2 separate regions of the Zea mays genome follow, and region 2 is linked to region 1. Evidence: chromatin contacts called from public Hi-C data. All regions are on one chromosome and are shown on one strand. Each heading gives the region's core, a stretch centred on a gene start, on an enhancer-like site or on the middle of the called end of the contact. The rest is flanking DNA. Distances are from core to core; before and after follow the strand shown.

What was found. Hi-C and Micro-C count contacts between places; a contact is called where the count stands out from the background.
Region 2: a contact with region 1 is called in a Hi-C map of endosperm, with 2.6 times the contacts expected there. The contact joins the promoter of LOC103638134 here to the promoter of LOC541854 in region 1. A contact is called at or near these places in 2 of 25 Hi-C or Micro-C datasets (ear and endosperm).

What each region holds. Positions count from the first base shown.
Region 1 is chr9:25,127,804-25,133,264 of Zm-B73-REFERENCE-NAM-5.0, forward strand. It overlaps LOC541854 (waxy 1), which reads right to left and starts at 2,757. Exons shown (of 14, transcript NM_001372008.1): 1 at 2,595-2,757; 2 at 2,117-2,462; 3 at 1,902-1,982; 4 at 1,718-1,816; 5 at 1,530-1,619; 6 at 1,385-1,448; 7 at 1,157-1,257; 8 at 915-1,024; 9 at 576-819; 10 at 279-461; 11 at 1-187. The coding sequence starts at 2,449.
Region 2 is chr9:25,415,585-25,421,272 of Zm-B73-REFERENCE-NAM-5.0, forward strand. It overlaps LOC103638134 (arginine decarboxylase 1), which reads left to right and starts at 1,635. Exons shown (of 1, transcript NM_001323076.1): 1 at 1,635-4,683. The coding sequence starts at 2,318. The coding sequence ends at 4,402.

The DNA.
Region 1 (5,461 bases), core at 1,507-4,006:
CGTATCGCATCCCCTGCAGCTGGATGAGGCCGCAGGGCTCGAAGCGGCTGGTGACGGCGAGCACGTCGGCGCCGGCCATGATGTGGTGCGCCAGCGCCGCGTTGAACTTGACCACGGCGCGCACCTTGCCTGGGAACTTCTCCTCGGCGCTCATGAGCATGCGCTCGAACTTCTTCTTGCCCGTGCCCTGCAGCATTATCCATCGCGTTGCTCACACGTATGTTCCAGTAGAACGATACACGCATGTAGTAGCCGGGTGGCGGGCGGCGCACACGTACCAGCAGAACGATCTGCACGTCCTCCACCATCTCCATGAGCTGCGGGATGGCGGCCGCCATGACGTCGGGTCCCTTCTGCTCTTCCAGCCTGCCGATGAACGCCACCAGCGGGATGTTCCGGTCCACCGGGAGCCCGACCTCCGCCTGCAGCGCCTCCTTGTTCAGCGCCTTGGCCTCCACGGCCTGAACCGGACACCACACCACCGTCGCACGCACGTACGTACACTTGCCGCGTCAGAACCGAACCAGCATGAGCAGGAGGACCAGGCAGCAGAATCAGCTAGCTAGCCAGCTCACCGTCGACACGTCGTACTTCACGGCGATGTACTTGTCCCTGCTGGGGTCCCACTCGCTGACGTCCATGCCGTTGACGATGCCGGTGATGCCGGTGAGGCGCATGATGTTGTCGAGCTCGCAGCCCCTGGCGATGCCGGAGATGAGCTCCTCGGCGTAGTAGGGGCTGACGGTGAGGACCCTGTCGGCCTCGAGGATCCCGGCCTTCATCCAGTTGATCTTCCGGCCTTCCACGGGCTTCTCGTAGCTGCAATGCAATCCAGGTCAGATAATGAACCAGCAGGACGCGAACAGTTGTGGGTTACCGTTCATGAATGTTCACATGCACGCAGGAAAACAGACCCGTCGATGAAATCGAAGGACGACTTGAATCTCTCCGGGAGGTTCAGCTCCGGGTAGTCGGAGAAGGCGAACCGGCCCTGGTAGGAGATGTTGTGGATGCAGAAAGCGGTCTGGTAGGTAGTACGTGAAGATGGTCAGACAGACATGCAGTCAGTTTCAGTTTCTCAGAGAAGCACCACCACCAGACGAGGTATACGAGCATGGAGAACGAAGACGGCGTTGTTCAGTTCAGAGAAGGCAACCTTTGCGTCCCTGTAGATGCCGTGGGACTGGTAGTTGCTCTTGAGGTAGCACGAGAGAGGGCCGGTGTGCCAGTCGTTGCAGACGAACACGACGTCCTCCCCTTGTATGGATGGATGGACGAAGAGCAGCAGCAGTAGTCAGTATAAAATGACAGTCCGTCTGATGGGCCGTTTCCTGTGAAGATTCTCGAGCTCAACAGATATATATACGAAGACTGCAACTCTTACCGTATGGTCCGGAGAAGTATGGGTTGTTGTTGAGGCTCAGGATCCTTGGAGCTTCAAGTGCTGCCTGCAGAACAGCATGCATTTCTCATCAGTGTATACTGCTGCATACAGATGATATGAAGTTGTAGTACCAAGCCATCCTGACCTGGCATAGCAGGCTGAACCGCAGCTGGTTGTCCCTGTAGTCCGTTCCAGCGTCAGGCCCGTAGATCTTCTCCTCGGTCTTTCCCCAAACCTGAAACCAGCGACCAGGCGGGGGCAAAAAAAAAGGCTCACTGTAACTGCTTACAATGGGGTGGTAATTGCGTATCGAGTGATCAGATCTCATCTCACCCTCTCCAGGAACAGTGGGTGGTCAACGAACACGCGGTCCACTCCGCGCTTGTAGCAGTGGAAGAACCTGACCGTCTCGTACCTGTCTCCCATCTTGATCTGCAGGCATCAGAGCAGAGAAAGGTTCATATGACGGTGTGTGTGACTGTGATGTGTGATCTGAATCTGATCTCGGTGGCCGTACCTCGGACACGACGCTGGTGTCCCAGGCGTCCTTGTACTGGTCGTAGCGGGGAGAGACGACCATGACACGGTGCCCATTCGCCTGCATGCATTGCATGCCCGAACACACACGTCAGTCACATACACGAGCCAGGAGGAAACACATGCATCATGCACGCGGCAAGAGCACGAAGAAGACGCGATCCAACGGATGCATGTCTCGGTGCGCGCGCTTACGGCCATGGCCGGCGGCAGGCCGCCGAGGACGTCGCCGAGGCCGCCGGTCTTGCTCCACGGCGCCATCTCGGCGCCGACGAAGACGACGTTCATGCCGGCGCTGGCGCACACGACGAGCGACGGGAACCTGGCCCCGCGGCGCGCCTGCTGCTGCTGCTGGTGCTGGAGCCTGGGCGCCGCGCGCGCGCTGGTCCGCATGCTGAGCGTGTCCGCCGCCGACGCCGTCCGGCCCCCCCTCAGGCCCTGCGCGGCGCCGCGGCGGAACGTGGACGCGTCCGGGACGCCCAGGCCGGCGCGCGTTGCGACGAGCTGCGACGTGGCTAGAGCCGCCATGCCGATTAATCCACTGCATAGCAGACAGACAGAGAGAGAGAAGACATGTGCACGGACAGATTTAGATTCGATGAACCTGGATCATCAAACACGTAGATACACGCCAGGATCTGGACGAAACTCAAGGACAGGATCGGAACGGAACCTGGTCGTCGACGAGATGAGCAGCCCTGCCGGGCGGTGCGCGCACTGGTGGACGGAGCAGTACACTTCTCCCCCTTCACTGGCTGGCAGTGAGTTTATTCCTTCCTCCTGGCGGCTGTCGCGTCGCCTCGGCGGGTGGTGTTGGCTGTGGCGATCGATCGGTCGATGGATGGATGTGACGGGGCCCCCCCCGGTCCAGGCCTCGGTATTTCTAGCGCGCGCGGAGGGGGAGGGCAGTACGTGGGGCGCGTTGCGTGACCCGGCCGCGCGCTGCTCTCGGCCCTCGCCACGCTCTCCTCCGCCCGCGCCCCCCACGATACCCGTTCCCCCCGGCACTGCGCACCAGCGACTGACCCGCACGCCAGCGCTCGCGCCCAAAACGCTTTCCCGATCGGGGGCTGCCTCGCCTTGGCTTGTCGTCTGCACGCACGCACACGCCGGCGTACGTGGCCCGTTTGGAAGCGTCGCCCGCGTCCGTCCCATGACGCGTCGCCCACCGGTTCGGTTCTCGGCTGCTTGTGGCTGGCTCTCCGACGCGACGCATGCTGTTGCGTTCCGGAGCTTGGATCGCTTTGGCGCCTTCGCTTGTCGTGGGTACTTTTGGGTTGCCCACCGGGCGCGGGCGGCCGGGCGCGCGGCTCCACTTCCACACCACCTCCCCGTGCACGGCTCGCTCTCCGCTCTCTGCTGCGTGTCCCCGGCGCGCGCGTACGTACGACGAAGACACGGAAGCCAACGTTGGGCCGCCCAGCTGTTGCTGCTCTGCTCACCACCGCATCGACGCGACGCGACCAAGGCGTGTGACAATCCTAGACGTTGCACTTCACAGGCAGAGAAATCCGCAACGTGCTGTGCTGGTACTCCTCGTCTACGAGCAAATTTTGGCCCTGTTTGTTTCGGCTTCTAGCAGCTTCTGGCCACCAAAAGCTGCTGCAGACTGCCAAACACTCACTTTTCAGCCAGCTTCTATAAAATTCGTTGGGGGCAAAAACCATCCAAAATCAACATAAACATATAATCGGTTGAGTCGTTGTAATAGTAGGAATCTGTCACTTTCTAAATCCTGAGCCCTATGAAATACTTTATCTTCCTCCACACGTAATCGTAATAATACTCAGATTCTCCCCACAGCCAGATTCTCCCCACAGCCGGATTTTCAGAAAAGCTGGTCAGAAAAAAGCTGAACCAAACAGAACCTTTAAGCCTGCTCAGACCATGTCAGCTCCACTACACAAGCTACCCAGGAAGCACAGGAGACGAGACAACAGATGAATCTGCCACACGAACGTCCAAGGAGCCGGACAGCTGCGAGCAGAGCTTCACCAAAAGGGGGAAGAAGATGTGTCCCGACGTCGCGGGCCCGAGCGGGCTGTGTAATAGGTCGCTGGGCTGGGCCTTGTAAGATGATATCTGTACTTACGAGTCACTAAAATCTGTACTTAGTGATTTCTTTTGGTCTTGAAGTGTATAAAGTACTAGCTATGCCAGACAGTTTATCAGGGCTTCTTGACTGCTGAATTTTGGAATATTCATCTTCTTATATGCACTGTGTGTAGTTTTTTTTCCTTTTGAAGGGTAGACCCCCCCCCCCCCCCACACACAAGTGGGGTCTAGGGATGGAGCTGAGCCTAATCCTTTTCCCCGAAACTATATCTGCGGTTGCAACCAATATCCGCCTGCGACCATACTAGTAGTGGGTACAAATCTATATCTATGCCCATGCCCATTGAATTTCGGACGGGTTTCCGTTATCCGTCGGATACGACAGACACAACCATTTTCAACAATTCAATAGCACAGTTAATCATGAAATCTGGGTAGGCTCCCAACTACCATGAAATTTGGTCTAGAAACAAAATGCTCCTTCAGTGTTTAGGCTCAAAGAACCTAATTTGATTAACTAGATGCATTCTAAGATATTTTGGTTATTCTCTACTCGCGTACACACGTTATTACGTATCGTTTTTTTTTCTTTTTGCCCTTGATGTTCAAAGTGTTTCTTTCCTCATGGTTAGGTCGTCTCCAGCAGTCCACCCATATAGTCACTCAAATCACTATATTATACTATAATTTATAGAGTGGAGTTTGAATATAGATACGGAGATAGGTAAGCAGCCGAAAATAGTCTTAGCCAATCTGACTCATAGGGCATGCATTACACAGGCCCAACATTGGAAGCGAGCTCACTCTGAACGCTAGGCCCAGGAGCACCGTGAAGCCTAGTGCCAAAGTATTCGGCCCACTGTGGCAATCCGAGGAGCATACATCAATTGTTTGTGAACTCCGATGTAGTATTGTCCTTTATGGCACCATTTCAGTTTGAATGTTTTGATGCCCCCCTACTACACCGTCTCTCCCAGCCCTTTGACATGTTTTCCGATACATAGGACGGCATCAAATTAATTGCTGTCTTAACCTCTCCATATGCAGAGCATCTGATGAATTAGAAAAAAAGACCGTTCTACCTTTTTTTTCACATGCCCTTTTAAAAAAGCCAACCTTAAGTATCACGCCATCTAGCTTTTTTGTTGTGTAGTTCGTGAAGATGGTTTTGAGCAATATCAAGACCCTTCCATAATATTAGCTCTCGTCTTCTTGTCGTTCTAGTTTAAAGTTTCATTGTTTTTCTATATATGCGTGTGTGTGTGTGTTTCCACTGCTTAGCCACACAAACCAAACTTAAATATTTTGTGTTATCATCATCTTCTTCATCCATAACTACAAGGCTTTTGTTTTAGCTATCCTGTGCCGTCGTCTCGATTCTTTCTCCTTGTGCGATTGAAAGCTCAGCGTGGGTGGGTTGGTAGACTAGCTAGTCGGGACGTACAAGAGGTTACGATGATTATTAATTAGCCAATGTTTTTAAGC
Region 2 (5,688 bases), core at 385-2,884, 290 kb after region 1:
TGTGTTGGAATGGTAAGGAAGATAGTTGACCTAATTAGGATTCTTGTATGTAGTTGGAATGTAGGGCCGCTTACAGGTGGGTTCCGATAGTTAGTTGAGACAATGACCAGAAGACATGTAAATATGTTATGTGTACAGGAGACTAAATGAAAGAATCAAAAGGGAAATAATGTGGATATAATATCGACTTTAAACTCTGTATGACGAGTGAAGTCGGCTATCCAAAAGTAGACAATGAAGGTGCAAGGATGGATAGCAAGAGCCGCTAAATTTAAAGAGTATATGTATAGAATAAATTGGAGACGTTTTCCCTTCTAATAACCTAGTTACATTTACGAAACCTGACTAAGTCTGTTGGAGTTGATCATTCAAACGAGCTCTTCAAAACACTCACCTACGTTAGCACATGCGGTTGTTATAAAGATTTAGTCCGTCCGCTGATGTTCCCGTTTGTCCATCCTAGACGTAACAAGTTTCGTGCGCCATGATGCTTGAGATAGACGGAAGATCGCCGACGTTACCTAAACACATAATAGCCGACGACCAGTCAACCACAGATACACTATCCCTGTCTGTTTGATCCAGAGTCAATCCGTGGGTCTATCTATGCAGGATTGCACGAACTGTATGCACACAAGCGCTCTCGTTCAACCCCCGCACGGCACAATTCAGGTCCTCTTATCCGCCAGCCAATGGTATTTTACTTTTCGTAGCCGATCCAAGAAAGATGATAGCGCGAGGAACCGCAATTCGAAGCTCCTTACCTTATCCCCTTCTGCGTGATAGGTGTGTATGTTTCATCCTCGCACGGGCAAACGAACGCCACGCATATTTTCCCCTACCCCTCCCTCGCCCATCCACAGGAAAAAAAAACTCGCGTGGGCCGGGCGCACGGCCGGCCCATCGCGTCGGTCAAACGCAGCAGAATCCCTGCCGCCGCCCACGCCTCAGTCACGCGGTCGTCGTGCTCCCGCGGCCCGCGCCCCGGCCCCCGTCCACCCACTGCAGCCAGCAGCCAGCAGCCAGCAGTGCCGCAGCGAATCCCAGATGGGCGGGCGCATGAGTAAACTGCATACAAAACCAGGAACAAGTCCGATCTCGCGCCCGCGGGGCCACTCCCCGCCGCCGGATGCCGGATCCTACGGCCCCCCTCGTTCGCGGCCGCAGCCACCCACCACGGAACAAGGGAGGGATCAAAGAGCGTGACCTCGAGGTAGCCGCCCGCTAGCATCCAACCCAACAACCGCCACTGAAACGGTAACGCCACATGGACCCGGGCGCCAGCGGCTGGGAGTGATCCCAGGCCACGAGCGGACGAGCATTCCCTGAACCAGCCCAGCCCGCTGACGACTGGGCCCGTTCCGTCGGGGTCAAACGCACACCTACCCCACGGACCAGGGGGGGGGGGGGCGGGAGAGGTGAGTGACTAGTGGTGAGAGAGGTTCTTGCACGCCAGCCAGCCAGCCACGACCACGAGCCACGAGAAAGAGAGAGCCACCACGCCACCAACAAAAGGCAAGCGAGGGACTGGAAAACAAAAGGGAGACGCTCCTGGCGGGTGAGCGGGCCCACCGGAGGCAGCGGACGCTATAAAAGAGGCCTCGGCGCCCCACCGTAACCCTCGCCTCGGTCACGACGCGCAGTCGCCCATTCCGCATCTCGCCCTCCCGTCCCGTCCGTCCGTTCTCCGATTGGCCGCCGCCCGCCTCGCCCTCCTCGTCAACAAAAGCCCACCGCAAGCGAGCGAGCGAGCCACCCCGCCCGATAGCCGCCGCCGCCGTCCCGCCCCCACCCGACTCCTCCTGACCGCCGGCGTGGGGTGCCCGGGCTCCACCTCCGGCGACGACACCCTCCCCGCCGCGCGCGCCCCCACCGCCTGCTCCGTTTGCGGGGGTAGCCGGGGCTCCGGCCTCGGCGGCTTTCAAAGCCCCCTCCCTCACAACAGGATCCAAAATCCCGTCCTAGACTTCTTCTACCTCCCCTTCCAGAACTTCCTCTTTTGGCATCCCGGACGGTCGATCTCGACCCCCTTCGATTTCGATTCATCTCTTCTTATCGATTGATCTTTCTTCTAGCTTATTTCGTATACTGTCATTTTGATTCCTTCCTTCTTCCCGCCGCCGGTAGCTAATCCCAAATCCCAATCGAATCGACTCCCCCCTGTTCGTCGGATTCTCTTCCTCCGTCCGCACCCAGCTAACGCCACCGAAAACAGAAAATTTACCCGCCGCCCAAAAAAAAACAGAAAGGCTAACCTCCTTTTTTCTCTCTCTATCTTTCTCTCCATCTGTGGACTTCTCCGGTTTTGTTTGACGAGATGCCTGCGCTCGCCGTCGACGCCGCGACACCCGTGGCGCACGCCTTCGCGTCCTGCGACGCGGCGCGCTTCCCCGCCCCGCCCGTGGTGGGCCCCGCCGCCGCGGCCGAGGCCGCCCCCTGGTCGGCCGACCTCTCCGCGGCGCTCTACAACGTGGACGGCTGGGGCGCGCCCTACTTCTTCGTCAACGACGACGGCGACGTGGCCGTGCGCCCGCACGGCGCCGCGACTCTCCCGGGCCAGGAGATCGACCTGGCCAAGGTCGTGGCCAAGGCCGCGGGCCCGCGCGCCGGAGGCGGGCTCGGCCTGCCGCTGCCGCTGCTCGTGCGCTTCCCCGACGTCCTGCGCCACCGCGTCGAGACGCTCAACGCCGCCTTCGGCTACGCCGTCCGCTCCACCGGCTACGGCTCAAGGTACCAGGGCGTGTACCCGGTCAAGTGCAACCAGGACAGGTACGTCGTCGAGGACATTGTGGAGTTCGGCGCGCCCTTTGGGTTCGGCCTCGAGGCCGGCTCCAAGCCCGAGCTGCTGCTCGCCATGAGCTGCCTCGCCGCGCGCGGCGGCCTGGACGCCCTGCTCATCTGCAACGGGTACAAGGACGACGGCTACGTCTCGCTCGCGCTCATGGCGCGCTCCATGGGCCTCAACACCGTCATCGTGCTCGAGCAGGAGGAGGAGCTCGACATTGTCGTCGAGGCCAGCCGCCGCCTCGGCGTGCGCCCCGTCGTCGGCATGCGCGCCAAGCTGCGCACCAAGCACGCCGGCCACTTCGGCTCCACGTCCGGGGAGAAGGGCAAGTTCGGCCTCAGCGCCGCGCAGATACTGTCCGTGGTCACCAAGCTCAAGGCCATCGGTATGCTCGACTGCCTCCAGCTGCTGCACTTCCACATCGGCTCCCAGATCCCGACCACCGCCCTGCTCTCCGACGGCGTCGGCGAGGCCGCGCAGATCTACTGCGAGCTCGCCCGCCTCGGCGCGGACATGCGCGTCATCGACGTCGGCGGCGGCCTCGGCATTGACTACGACGGGACCCACTCGGCGCAGACCGACATGTCGGTGGCGTACAGCCTGGAGGAGTACGCGGGCGCCGTGGTGGCCGCCGTGGGCCGCGTGTGTGACCGCAAGGGGGTGCAGCACCCCATCATCTGCAGCGAGAGCGGCCGCGCGCTGGTGTCGCACCACTCGGTCCTGGTGTTCGAGGCCTTCTCGGCTACGGCGCCGGGACGCCTGGACGCGGCCACGGCCTACCTCCTCGACGAGCTCACGGACGACTGCCGCGCCGACTACCGCAACGTGATGGCCGCCGCCGTGCGCGGCGACTACGACACGTGCGGCCTGTACGCCGACCAGCTGAAGCGGCGGTCCGCGGAGCAGTTCAAGGAGGGGGTCCTTGGCCTGGAGCACCTCGCCGCGGTGGACGCCTTCTGCGAGCTCGTCGCCCGCGGCATGGGCGCGCCCGAGCCGCCGCGCACCTACCACATCAACCTGTCCGTGTTCACCTCCCTGCCGGACATGTGGGCCATCGGGCAGCAGTTCCCCATCATCCCGATCCAGCGGCTGCAGGAGCGGCCCGCCGTCGACGGCGTGCTCTCGGACCTCACCTGCGACAGCGACGGCAAGGTGAGCGAGTTCATCGGCGGGAGGCACAGCCTGCCGCTGCACGAGCTGCCCACCCACGCCACTCGCGGCTACTACCTGGGCATGTTCCTCGGGGGCGCCTACCAGGAGGCCCTCGGCGGGCTGCACAACCTTTTCGGCGGGCCCAGCGTGGTGCGCGTGTCCCAGTGCGACGGGCCCCACTGCTTTGCCGTGACGCGCGCCGCCGCGGGCCCGTCCTGCGCCGACGTGCTCCGCGCGATGCAGCACGAGCCCGAGGTGATGTACGAGGTGCTGAAGCAGAGGACCGACGGCGCCACGGCCGCCGCCCTCGCCCGGGCCTTCGGCGCAATGCCGTACCTGGTGTTCGACCCCGAGGCCGCCGTGATGTCCGGCGGCGAGAGCAGCGACTCGGAGCGGTCGGCCGCCGGCGCCGCCGAGGAGGAAGACGATGAGGAGTGGGAGTTCATGCGCGGGCTCACCGTCTGATGACGTGCCCGCCCGCCCGCCCCGGGTGAAACAAGGCGAGTCCGTCGCCAGGAAGTTGTCAGTGGCCGGCCGGCGTTGGTTTACATAATAACCCCCACCGCCCGGTGTTGTATCGTGTCGTGGTCGTAGTCGTCGGGTGTCTCGTCGTCGCCGGAGTTGTTTGGCGCCACCTTTTTATTCCGAACGCGTCAGTGTCCACTGTTCGCCTTTCCTTTTTTTTCTCTCTCTTTCATGGGAATAATCTGAAGGAAACTAATAGCAAGTTTCTCTTTAACTGGAAATTTCGTTTTTTCAAGAATTCATTCTGTCTGTTGCTGTGTCGGTTCCGCTCTCCCGTTGCGTGGTGCGCTGCCACCGGAGAACACCTTCCTCTCGTCTCGACGTCGTCGCTTTCTCTTTTCTTCTCCATCGTCGCGTCGTGGGCAGGGGGCAGGTGTCACGGCCCCGAGCGCCGGAATCTCTCTGGATAAACCCCGAGATATTCGGACGTCACGCGGGTGGGCCGCGGCGGATTTGAAACGCAGCTCTGGGACGCTACCTGACGCGCGTGTCAGCGTCATCGGAGCGGTAGGTGTGGGGACGCTGGCGGGCTGGGCTTTGCTTCCTTCCTTGCTGTGCGTGCTCGACTGCGTCTGCCTTTGCCGCATGTGTTGCGAGATGACGAGGACGAAAAGGTCTTCCAGAATTTATGAGCAGTTTTTGGATTTGGTACAGATGCTGTGAGCTCGAGCTGGAGCACCGAGACCGGGGCTGCCTGCGACGCGGTAGGTGAGCGCCGCCCGGGAGTCGGTTATACTACGACTTTCGCCGCATACATTCAGCCGCCGGCCGCCGCATACGGCATGGATTAGATTATTAGATAAAGATCGGATGAGTAATAAGCAGTGCAAAGTTCATGAACCTGAAATATGCATGCATACACCTGCTGGCGATCTCGGCCGTTGACGGAGCATGCATGTGGTGTGTCCCCGTTCCGGATGGCTCGCACAGATCTACTGTCTACTACTAGCTCCCAGAGCAGAGCAGGCAGAGATGGTTGGCGGTTGGCACAGGTAGAGAGGCAGCCACGCAGTGCAGAGCCGTGGTAGCGATGCGCGAGGCGGATGGACAGGATAGGGAGGGGATAGCGTAGGGGCCAAGTGACCACTCGTCGGCTCTGGCCTTTCGGCGCCCATCTCCTCCTCATCTCATCTCCCTCCACGGTCCACTTGTTTCGTTCGCTGTGTGACAGTAGTGTGAGAGATTCCAGATCCAACACCTGCCGACCCCGTCGTGATCCTGTCCAG